Linked DNA regions of Mus musculus: region 2 is linked to region 1. The links are chromatin contacts, called in public promoter capture Hi-C maps. All regions are on one chromosome and are shown on one strand. Each heading gives the region's core, a stretch centred on a gene start, on an enhancer-like site or on the middle of the called end of the contact. The rest is flanking DNA. Distances are from core to core; before and after follow the strand shown.

The links. Promoter capture Hi-C pulls out the DNA fragments that hold promoters and counts their contacts.
Region 2: a contact with region 1 is called in a promoter capture Hi-C map of cranial neural crest. The contact joins two enhancer-like sites. A contact is called at or near these places in 2 of 39 promoter capture datasets (the C10 cell line and cranial neural crest), 1 of 115 datasets of contacts at active chromatin or transcription factors (the 230-238 cell line) and 1 of 9 other capture datasets (liver).

Annotation. Positions count from the first base shown.
Region 1 is chr1:38,432,397-38,438,367 of GRCm38.p6, forward strand. All of the region lies in intron 4 of Aff3 (AF4/FMR2 family, member 3), which reads right to left. Among named protein-coding and RNA genes, the nearest start is that of Aff3, 190 kb to the right of the region's middle. Within about 2 kb of position 4,240, at least 63 of the 459 cell types and tissues checked have an H3K27ac peak or open chromatin away from gene starts, as enhancers often do.
Region 2 is chr1:38,656,883-38,662,265 of GRCm38.p6, forward strand. No RefSeq gene overlaps it. Among named protein-coding and RNA genes, the nearest start is that of Gm34596, 29 kb to the left of the region's middle. Within about 2 kb of position 2,524, at least 29 of the 459 cell types and tissues checked have an H3K27ac peak or open chromatin away from gene starts, as enhancers often do.

The DNA of each region.
Region 1 (5,971 bases), core at 2,990-5,489:
TCCTAATCACCCAGAGAGGTCTGACGTTGTATAGGAAGGTGTGTAGGGCTCACATGCACAAACTACAGCATTTCATTAGAGGCTCTGAGTACTTAGCAGTGTCCTGACATGACTTGGGAACTCAAAGAATGACTGTCTGTAGAGCAAACAGTCAAAATTATTGTACCTGTACAAAACGGCTATGTTTGTAACTCTTCTTGTAAATGTGAAATGACATCAAGATACAAAGTAACAGATGTTCTCTGGGGACTCACCCCTGCTCCCTGGCATGCATTCTGTTCCCTGCTCCTCTCACCCTGTTCTAAGCAAAGCAGCCACAGTGTCCTGGCCTCCAAGGCTCCATCAGGCCTCACAGGGACCTGCCCTTTGCTTAACGCCCCTGGTCTTGGTGAGCCTGGGGCTCTTCTCTCTCTCACTTCCAGTTCTGTTTCTTCCTGCTTCCTATTACTACTACTTGAAAATATTTATAATTATCTATAAGTCTGCCTGTATCTTTACAAATGCTAGATGGAAATCCTCAGTTTGGGAATCACCAAAGCTTTCTGGGAGACAGGACCTATAACATTTAGTGGTAGCTCACTAAATATGGACTGGATGGCCAGATAAACGGAGAGCAGCAGGAAATGCCAGCAGACCATGCTCAACGCCTCCAACCATTAGGGAGTGCCTGGTATGGCATGGCAAGTCCTCCATATAGATGTAGTAATCAAATGAAATGGAAGCAAATGGATGTCAGAGATTGTTTCAGAGAAGGTTCTGAGAAGGTTCTGGGAGAAGAGGGACCCCACTGATTGCATACAGGGAGCCCCACACATGGCTTGGTCTGCATTTGTCAGGCACATTCCTTGAGACTCCCTCTTTAAATAGACCTGGTGTGGCTTCTGTTCCTACCTCCACAAGGTGGCTCATAAGCAAGTCACTGGAAACCTGCATGGTGCTCACCACAGGGGATGTTTTGATCTTCATCCTTCCTGCTGCTGTAAGCAGACCAAGCAGCTCACTTCTTTTCCCAGGGAGTGTTTTCCAGGCTTCAGGACATCAGTGGCTCTGTTTTTCCCTGTCTCTCATCTCTGCTGCCCTTCCTTCAATCACTTCAACCCAATGTCACAAAGCACCAGGTCTGGGACCTTCTTCATTTTCTTTTTCCTTTTTATTCCAGACAGGCTTGGCTGCGCCTGCTGGCTTCAGCCATTCCCCAGACCTTGGCTTGCGATTGTGTATCTTTGACTTCTTGTTGAAGTCCAGGCTTGTCTCTCTAGGGGACTGTCACATCCACTTGGGCATCTCAACCCATATACCTGAGACTAACGTCTTGATCTCCACTGCTAAGCTTCCACCATTGTCTGCCCACCTAAGATTACCCCATGCCGACTTCCTTTACATTCATTTATGCCATAAGGCAAAGCAACTCCATCTCCAAAAGGAACTTTACGTCTGCATATGCTGAGATTCTCAGGTCTCCTTACTTCTCTCTACACAGAAGCCAGACTACTCTGTGTGAGAGGAAAGGGATGCGGTATCATTCTCTTGCTTAATACCATTGCCTTCCATGGTCTTCCACTAAGAAGCAAAGGCCAAAGACAGCCTAAGTGGCTCTGCGTGACCCATCTCCTCCCTCATCCCAAAACACTCTGCCTTGGGATACCACCCCTTGGCCACACCGATATTCCTTCAGTTTCCTTCAAGCGTAGAGACAACGCTTCTCTAGAGTTATTTGCACCTGCCGTAGAACAGAACCCTTCCTTGGGCTTTCCAGCCGAGTCAGCCATGGCCTCTCAGAAACAATGGCTATTTGCAGCCAGAGTTCAGACAGTACTGAACATTTTAATGGTGTGAGGATACAGCTCAGACTGGTTGTTTGGGGATATGGAGGCCTAGGGTGAAGATGTATGTGGAAGTTAGGAATATAAGACAGTGAATGTGGAGAGCAGGAGGGTGTGACCTAAGCGTGTTTTGGACGCAGTGAGGGACAGGTTCACAGGAGGTTCTTGACCCCACTCATCTTTGATACATCTTGAAGGGCAGTGATGAGAATTGGCATGTGGTCTGAACAGAAACACCAGGGCCCTCTCTGTTTCTGGTTTTTACAGTGATACCTGGTAAGTGACTGGAGTGTAGGATGGAGGGAAGAACATGAGCCCAGTACACACTGGGGGTGTCAGTGTGACATAACTGAAGCTGTCCACCTCTTGCTGGGCGAGGGCTCTGTGACAGCTCCAGGGAAGCAGAACAGGTTGACAAGGAGTGTGAGGAAGAGACACTGAGGTCCTGAGACAGGGCGAGTGGGAGTCATTCCATCGGACAACATTTCAAATGGGAATTCCTCTCATGACGAGAATATCATGAAGGAGAACACAAGGAGAAATTCAAAGAAAAGCACAGAGCACCGTGTAATAACCTACTGAGTTTACCAACCAATATAACTCTGCCTCTCACTAAAGCGAAGGTTGCTGGACAGGGAGACGGCACGCTGTTTAGACACTAGTTTCTTCCATTCTAAACCAAAGAACTTCACCAAAGAATGCAATCTGCATTCATGTCCCTCACTGTGTGTCAGAATCTATTCTAGGTGATGCAGATGAAGAGGAGAGAGAGAGACAGAGAGAGAGAGAGAGAGAGAGAGAGAGAGAGAGAGAGAGAGAACCACAGAAGTCATGAACCGAAATCATCATTCATCATAAATGGATGAACCACAACAGTCACTCTTCCTAGCCTACACTTCACACTGCTATGTCCCTCCCCTGAAGGTCAACTGACCTTGGCTATTCGTCACTCAATGCTGGAAAGCACTCGGCAATTAGGATCTTTGTTAAAAAAGGAAAATCAGCCAATAAACTGTGATTTTGTGATGGTCAGTAGCAGGTAAAACCAAGGTAGGGCATTTCTGGGACCTTGTGTCAATCTTCTCCAGACCAACCGTGCATTTTGCTCCAGTTGAGGGGAGAATCAAGGAAAGGCAGCTTGATTAAGAAAAAATGACTTTAGCTGAATTTCAAAGGACTAAGTTAGGACTTTAACATGAAGTTGTTCTTAAAATGGAGTGTTCTCTGTCTGCAATTACATTTAGTTAGATTTACAAAAACAACTTGAGTTAGGGGAAAATTCTGCTCTATGATTATTTACTTAATGGAATACAAAGAAGCGTTTTAATTCTCTCATGATGGATTGTTGAATGTAGTTTCTCCTAAAGTCATTCAGTATCTCACGATATCTCAAATATGCTGCTTTGTAACAAGCATTACAGACTTTAGCAAAAACAAAAACAAAACAAAAAAAAACATGTTTTCTGATGTTCTGCCTATAGGTATTATTTGTATTGTTTATAGTTATCCCGATTTCTGGGGAGAGGACTCTAAAATTTAATAAAATAAAAAAAAATTAAAATTTAGGACCAGGCCAAACCATCAGTTACCTGAGTGAACCATCATTAAACTCCTGTGTGAACACGTGATGCCTCCTGAGAGAGACAAAGGCTGTGAGTAGACAGAGACAAAGCTTGCAAACAAATCTACTTTAGGGTTCCTAACTTAGAACACTACGGTAATAAACTATGAAGACTTTAACCCTAACCCCCTATAGACCTGGAATAGAGAATAACTTTAAACAGAATGACAGCAAAACCTAGAGATGTGCCAGGCAATATCATCAGTGTGTAACCGTCATGGGGTGCTCAAGGAATGGCAACACAGCAAACTCCATCCCCATGGCACCAGATGTAACCAAGAGGCAGGTAACCCCCAAACACGGAGACTACAGCAGCTGCCAGAGTACACTTCTCTGTAGTGTTTCCAGGAGTACAGTCAAGCTGATGATTAAAGGGCAGAGCAAGTATGTATAGTTGTAACACAGCTATGTACATCATGATCAATGTACACACACCAGACATAACTACCACTGTCCTACTGTCCTAGAACCACAGGTCAGTAGGTACAGCATCATCAGAATCATGGGACCAGTGCCCTGTCCCAGGACGTTAGGACAGCCACAGTGCTTCCACTTAGCGATAGGACCTTTCCAGCTTTATAGACGCTCAGGGGATCATCTCGGATTCAAATGCCCCTTTCCAAACAAAACACCATTATGTGGTGCACAGCTGTCTGGATTAAATGTAGACAGAAGAAAAGAAAACTTGGACAGCCCAAAGGCTGCAAAATTAGGTCACTTCAGAGGCCTGCCAGGCTGTCTTTATGTGTCCTAACGCGTGTGCTCAGGGGCAGCCCAGGACTCTGCCGGGGAGAAGAAATGAAGTGCTAACTTACAGGGTTGAAAACAATTCCAGACCTGGCCGTGGTGACAGAGACACAAAGCACGAGGCTCTCAAACTGTTTTCCAGACTGGATTCTTTAACAAAGGTGCCTATTATTTATGCTTTTGAAAAGGGTCTGTGATGTTCCTCCGAGGCCCATAATGAGTTCTGCAGATTCGTGGAATTCCTCTCTTGAAATCATTTCCTTTCCCTGAACTGTTAGGTCTCCGCCATCCATCTTCCAGTTTATTTAAATCCACACTGTGGACAGGATCTTGTTTCTATGTTCTGGGCCATGCTCCTCAGCTTCTTAGTGCATCCGTGAATGAGCATCACAACAGTATTAATAACACTAAGGAAGTACTATGCACAATCTGCAACATGTGTGACAGCCTCCCTCCACCACCAATCCCTTTAGGTGGAACAGACCACTAACATGTAATCTCTGTTACCTTGTTGGTAGACGACAGGTCAAGGGTGCTTTGTCAAGGAATTCTGACCTTTTGGAGAGGTTAATTTAGGTCAGCTGGACACGAACAACTGATCTTTCTGTGCTCATGTTTTGTCAAAGGAAGCAAAAGACATTGGTTAGCATCTCTCATGGTCACATAACTCCTTAGGCCATGCCCAATTCTCTGGGGATTAGAAGGCCTTGTCTTAACGCCATGAGCTCTCTCTTGAGTTTTATGATAATGTCCATTGGAACAATCAGGTGGCTCTATGTGCCCTTTTTAAAAGGTATTCTTAATTATTGCTGCAACTTTTATTAAGATATAAAAGTCATTATGTATGAATATGAGTACTATCTAAAATGACAGAGAAAATGAGAAGGTGTTTGGATATTCTTTCATTTGCTGTGATGCCAGACCAGTAGGAACAAAATTCAAGCCTCTGAAGAATTTCTGCAGAAAATATTAGCTGCAAATACCATTTAAAGAGAGTTTAAAAGAGTAGCAACAAGAATTTTGCTTTCCAAGAATTTGTCTCTTATGTTTTGTGGGTGGTGAGTTTTTGTTGTTGTTTTTTTTCTCTGCAGCTTTATATAAAAGAAATACAAAGCAAACAAACAAAACCCAAGACTGCAGGAGTGTGTGAGTGTGGAAAGACATGTGTGCACTCGACTAAGAGAACACATTTCCCGTTCCCACTTTTGTGCCTCACGCCTAAGAGTGCCTGCTGAACCCTGGGAGATGACAAGACATCTCCCAGGGGTGTGACTCACCCAGTTCTCTGAGCCAGTGCTAGAGCTGTTTTTCCTCTTAGGAGGGCCAGACAGACACTTGGCCTTTCAGAAAACCTCAAGGATGAGTCACAAGTGACATGCATTGGCATCTTGAGGGGGGAGGAAACAGAGGCTGGAAATATGGCCACACAAAAGGTGGAATGACACTGTGAGCAAGCACGAGTATGCATGTACACATAAACACACACATATGTACACATACATGCACATACACTTGCACACACACATGCATGCACACAAATACATACACACATGCTTGAGCACACACATGCATTTACATATATGCATACATATATACACAAGCAGAGAGACACACATGCAAACACACATGCATGCATACATACATGCAAACACACATGCATGTACATACATGCATACGCATACATGCATACACATGCACAGACACACACACACACACACACATGCAAGCACACACACATAAATGCACATATACTCTCACACACATGCACATGCACACATAA
Region 2 (5,383 bases), core at 1,274-3,773, 220 kb after region 1:
AGGAAAGGGTTAGCAAGTTGTTTCATGTGCCTCCTGCTTCTAAGAAGCCAATAGAAAAAATGCAACTACCTTCGATGATGGTGAAATGAGAAGCCCAAGCCACAACATGAGCTCTGGAAGATAGATGCTAGATAGATGATTGATGATAGATGATAGATGATAGATGATAGATAGATAGATAGATAGATAGATAGATAGATAGATAGATGATAGACATATAGATGATAGATAAGTAGATGATAGGTGGTAAGAAGATAATAGATTATAGATATGTAGATAAATGGGTAGATGGATGATGGAAAAATGAGATAGATAGATAGATAGATAGATAGATAGATAGATGATGGATGATAGTTAGATGATAGATTATAGATAGATAAATAAATGATGGATGATAGATAAATAGGTAGATAGATGATAGAGAGAGCCATCATCATGGAGGAAGGGGGTTCCAGCCAGCTCCAAACCACTGAGAGTTTTTTTTTTTTTTAAGATTTATTTTTTACTTTGAATTATCTCCGTCTGTGCACACACATGAACGTGTGTCTGAACATATGTGCAGCATGAGCAGAGTCTAGAAGAAGGTATTGGATTCCTGGAGCTGGAGTCACAGGTGGTTTATGAGCCACTCTGCAAGGATTCGGGGAACCAACTCCATCCCTTTGTAAGGTAAACAATGCTGAGCCATCTCTCCAGTCCCTGTGCTGATGAAAGTCCTAATCTATGATGCTTTGAGCAAACTAAAACACTGTTGCTGATGACCTGTGTAAGTTAAACCACTACATTTCAGAAACAAGGACAACCGAACCCTCTGTTTTCACTGTTCTGGCAGCAGCTGCCTCCAGATCTGGAACCTGCGGTGAAAGGGAGTCGGAGCCCTGGGGACCGCCCTCAAAGGGTGTTTTGGGCTGTGGTTTTAGCTGGTTGCTTACACAGTAACAGACGTTGAGGCAGCGAGGTTTTCCACTGGAGAGTTCTGAGCAATCATATGTTATGACTTAGTTTTACAAGAATTCCTCTTGGTCTGGGCTGAGAACCGAGTGGGAGAGGAGGAGTGGGTAAAGTGGGAGCTGAGTTTGAAGAACAGGCTGGATTTTGACTTCTGGTCTTGAATACAGGAAGTAGAGGCAGGGAGAGTGAAAACCGATTTGAATGTGGACACAGATCAAGGCACCTGTGGATGGGATGTGCTGGCCAATCAGATCACATGAGGACACAGAAGGAAAGTAGCGGGAGAGGAGGACAGCTCCGAGTTGCTGGCCTGATGGATGAGAATGGAGCTTTTATGGAGATGTCATGAAACTGCAGGAGAAGCCGGGGTGTTGTTAGGGAAATGATGTTAAGATCATGAAGCAGAAAGCACACTCAACGGTGAGGCTACGTGCAGCAGGACAGCGCATTCATGTCAGGAGAGAGATGGAGGCTGCAGGGCTTTACAGGTCATATGGAGATGGGGTCAGCTGGGGAGTGAATGCAGGGTCTATGGAGTAGAGTGGTCAGAGGATCTCCATCACTGAGAGATATGGAAGTGCTGGAGCCGAGGAACGAACCAAGAAAACGACGTTCTGGAGAGCCAAGACAAGGCGTCTGAGATGCAGATTATCTGTGCCATGTGGGCGAAAGAATCAAGTCTCATGAGGATCCGCCAGGCTTGATCTCCTGCCCCTGTCTTGCTCTGGCTGACTCAAAAAGAGTCCTTTCTCATGGACTAAACTTTCATGTGCGTGGGCGAGCACCAATGTGTTTCTCTCTTCCAGAGATATGTTTATCACCTGGGACTACATGACCACTTGAGTTTTGTCTTTGACAAGGCAAATACTGCACCCTGCTTTTCTTCCTTTTCCAAATACAGCTAGGCAAGTCTCTAACATTCATCAGGAGTTTTCATTGCAATCCTGTGAAGTCCCTTCCCTCCTTAAATAGATGGGGATTTAAATTTAATTTAACCTTTTACCACATATGTATTTAAATTATTTCTTTACATGCATGGGTGTTTTGCTTGCATGTATGTCTGTGCACCACATGTGTGCCTGGTGTGTTTGTAAGCTAGAAGAGGGTGTTAGAGTCCCTGTGTCTAGAATTACAGATGATTGGGGGCTTCCAGGTAGATGGTGGGAATTGAACCCACATCCTCTGAAAGAGCAGCCTGTGCTCTAATCATTGAGATTAGATGACCCTCACTTTATTTTTATATATAAATTTGCTTAGTAAGTGCTGAGTCATTCATATGAAATCCCTAGCTGATTCTGCAGAATTTTTCCCCCTTCAGGCCTGTTTCCTGGTACTTAGTTCTTCTAAGTATTTAAATTTTAGTGCCTTTTATAAATACAGTCCTCCTTTGTATGTTCTTTCTGTTTTAGCTGTAAGAAGTCCATTTGCATAGAAAGCATTCTCTCATGATTTCTAAAGCTTTACACGCAGGGCAAACAGTTTTCAGTACCTTTGCTACTTGCACAGCACACGGTCTCAACCCACAGACTCGTGAAGCAAGCTATCGAGGAGGATGGGCAGTAATAGCAGCATTTCATGGGGCTTCCCAAAGAGGCCATGATTTCCAGGTGCTCTGAGAGCTGCTGTAGCCACACATCTGAACATGTCCCAGAGACTCCCAATTTCAAATACTTTTTCCTTTGTTAACCCATGAGTCAGACCATATGTCCCTTTGATCTTTGCTTCAGAAAATATTGTCACGGTATTCAAAAACAAGGACAGCCCAGGCAAAGTTGTAACATCTGGGCTGTTTTTCTTCTGAAACCCCCCCACCCCCCAACTTTCAGCTTTCATCCTGGTTATGTATGTCTGGAGAGCACACATGCACAAGCACATACATTAATAAATACTCACACATTCGCACATATGCACCCTTGCAATACACACACATACACGCACCCTCATTCGCATATATGCACTTTTGCAACACACACACACACATTCGCACATATGCACCTTTGTAACATACACACACTTACACATTCAAACATATGCACCCTTGCAACACACACACACAATTATACATTTGAATACATACATACACTTACACAATATACGTGATGTACAAATGTACACACTCATATATACATTCACACTGCCAAGGAACAGAGGAATTTTATTTAGATGGTCCCCACACATGTGCAGACTAGAGTCTAGTCTCTCCCAAGGTTGGTGTGGAAGATTGTAGAGTTGAGCAAGCCAGGCTTGAGCCTCACATCTATCTCTATATTGGGAAGGCCATTTAACTCCCTATGACTTTCATTCTCCATATGTGAAAGAAGTGTTCATCTCACCCCCAACCCAGGGTGGCTGGGGGGACTTAGAAAATTTCCATTAAAATGCCCCCTGCAGAGTAGAGGGAAGGGAAGCAGTTCCCGTTAGTATAATTTAGAGGGAATTTCAATATGATTGGCCTTAAAGAAACTCCCAGGCCTTGCTCTCTACTCTAGCTGTAGAAACAAAGTGCCCAGGATAAATCTCTCTTTTCTCTCCCCTGCACCTCAACCATGAGCCAAATCACCCATTTGTAACAAGTCAGTGTCCACTCAGAGGTTGTTGTGTCAAGAGTAGATACAAAATGCTTATGACTTGTACTGTCAGCCCCAGCCTTCAGCCTTCCTGGTCCCTCAGTCTTCCTTCTGAGGAAGTTTTATGGTATGGAGCTTAGGTAAGATCTGAAATTCAACGGGGTCTGATCTTACCTCCCAAAAGGCAGCCATCAAGCCTAAAGATGTCTGGCTACCTTCTCCCTCCTCTTTATGAATGTTTAAACAAGTGGCGCCCCAGTGGGGGAGCAGATAAGTCATACCCGTTACAGTAGTGGTCACTTCACATGACTCAGACAGCTGTCATGTTGTCCTCTCTAGCTGTTCTCACTACCTGACCATGAAAACTCCTTGAGATTCCTGGTCTATTTTGTCTAATGTCTTAAAAAATTTTTATTTCTATGTGAGGCATGTGTGTGTAGGGGCATGTATACGGAAATGCCATGCTTAAAAATGTGACAAACCCTCTGAAACTGGAGTTACAGGTGTTGTAAGCCACCTGATGTGGTAGGTACTGGGAACCAAAGCTGCGTCCTTTGAAAAAGCCCCAAATGGTCCTAACTGCTGCTTCCTCTCTCCAGCTCACTGCTCTGTGTTAAATTTGATTGACTCCCTCGGTTCAGCAGAGTATCTTTCTGCTCAGCACTGTCTGTCCAATACACACAGAGTCCACGGGGAATACAAGGCAAAGTGGCCCTTCCTACCTCTGAAAAATCTCTCAGTTACTGTGGCCAACATCCACCCAGGGGAAGGGGGAATTTCTAAAACACACAAAGGCAGGTCCACTGGAGGGAGGATGGGGGAGGGTTTAGGGGGTGGCAGAGAGCCTTTCAGTTTGCAAATGTATCCTCAAATGTTGCCAGTGGATGTAGGAACAATAACGAAGTATCAATTGTGCACCCCTACCAACACAAACAAACCTGTTTGCTTTTTAGAAGGATTCAAACTTGTATCAGTTCTCAAGGTAGGAAAACAAATGTTTATCTCTGCCCTTTCTCTCTTTGTTGACCATTGCGTCTGCATCTCTCCTTGTCCCAGGGTAGGCTGCCACAAAACATTTACCAGTTCTCTGATTGTCATCCAACTTAACATGGTCCGTGGTCTGCTGGCTGAGGGAAGTTTAAGCAGGATCTAATTGGTAACATATTGTTGATTGAATTAAGTACCATATGATAGAGATTTAAACCATAGTAATTTTTCCATAAAGAAAAGTCTGTCAACAGGCTGGAGCCGAGGAGCAGCAATAAATCAAATTGTCATGTTTATTAGTTATTGCAAGAGTTGGGTTGCCTCGTATTCATTATAACCCCCATTTTAGCACAGATAAAAGCTCTAAAGCGGAGTATTTGTGAAAGATGCTTTTAATAGGTTTGTATTTGTGCACAAACACCTGCTTATATTTTAATCCTGAGAAAATGGTGTTGTTTCATTTTAGAAAGTTCATGTATTTTGACAGTTATCTAGGGAAGAGACAAGGCTTTGGGTAAAATGTCCAAGTTATGTTTTAAAACCTTGAAAAATCAACTCATTAACAGTTAAATAAATAAGAAAGTTAAATAGACTGGGGCCACAGAACGTAATATAACATCCTTCCCTTATCAGATTTACTCAAATTCAGAGAGGAGGTAGGACATTTTTAGTAAGAGATCTTTAGAACAATGCTATTTGACTTATAATATCTGAATTTCAGAAATAAAAGTTTATGTATGGCAATGGTTTGGCAAATCATGAACCATTATTACCAGAGCCATTTGAAAGAATAAGCAATGCCACACTTTATAGTATGTCATTAAGAGCCAACATCAGGGGATGGGTGACTGAGTAAAGTTCTGCCGTGCAAGGGTCTT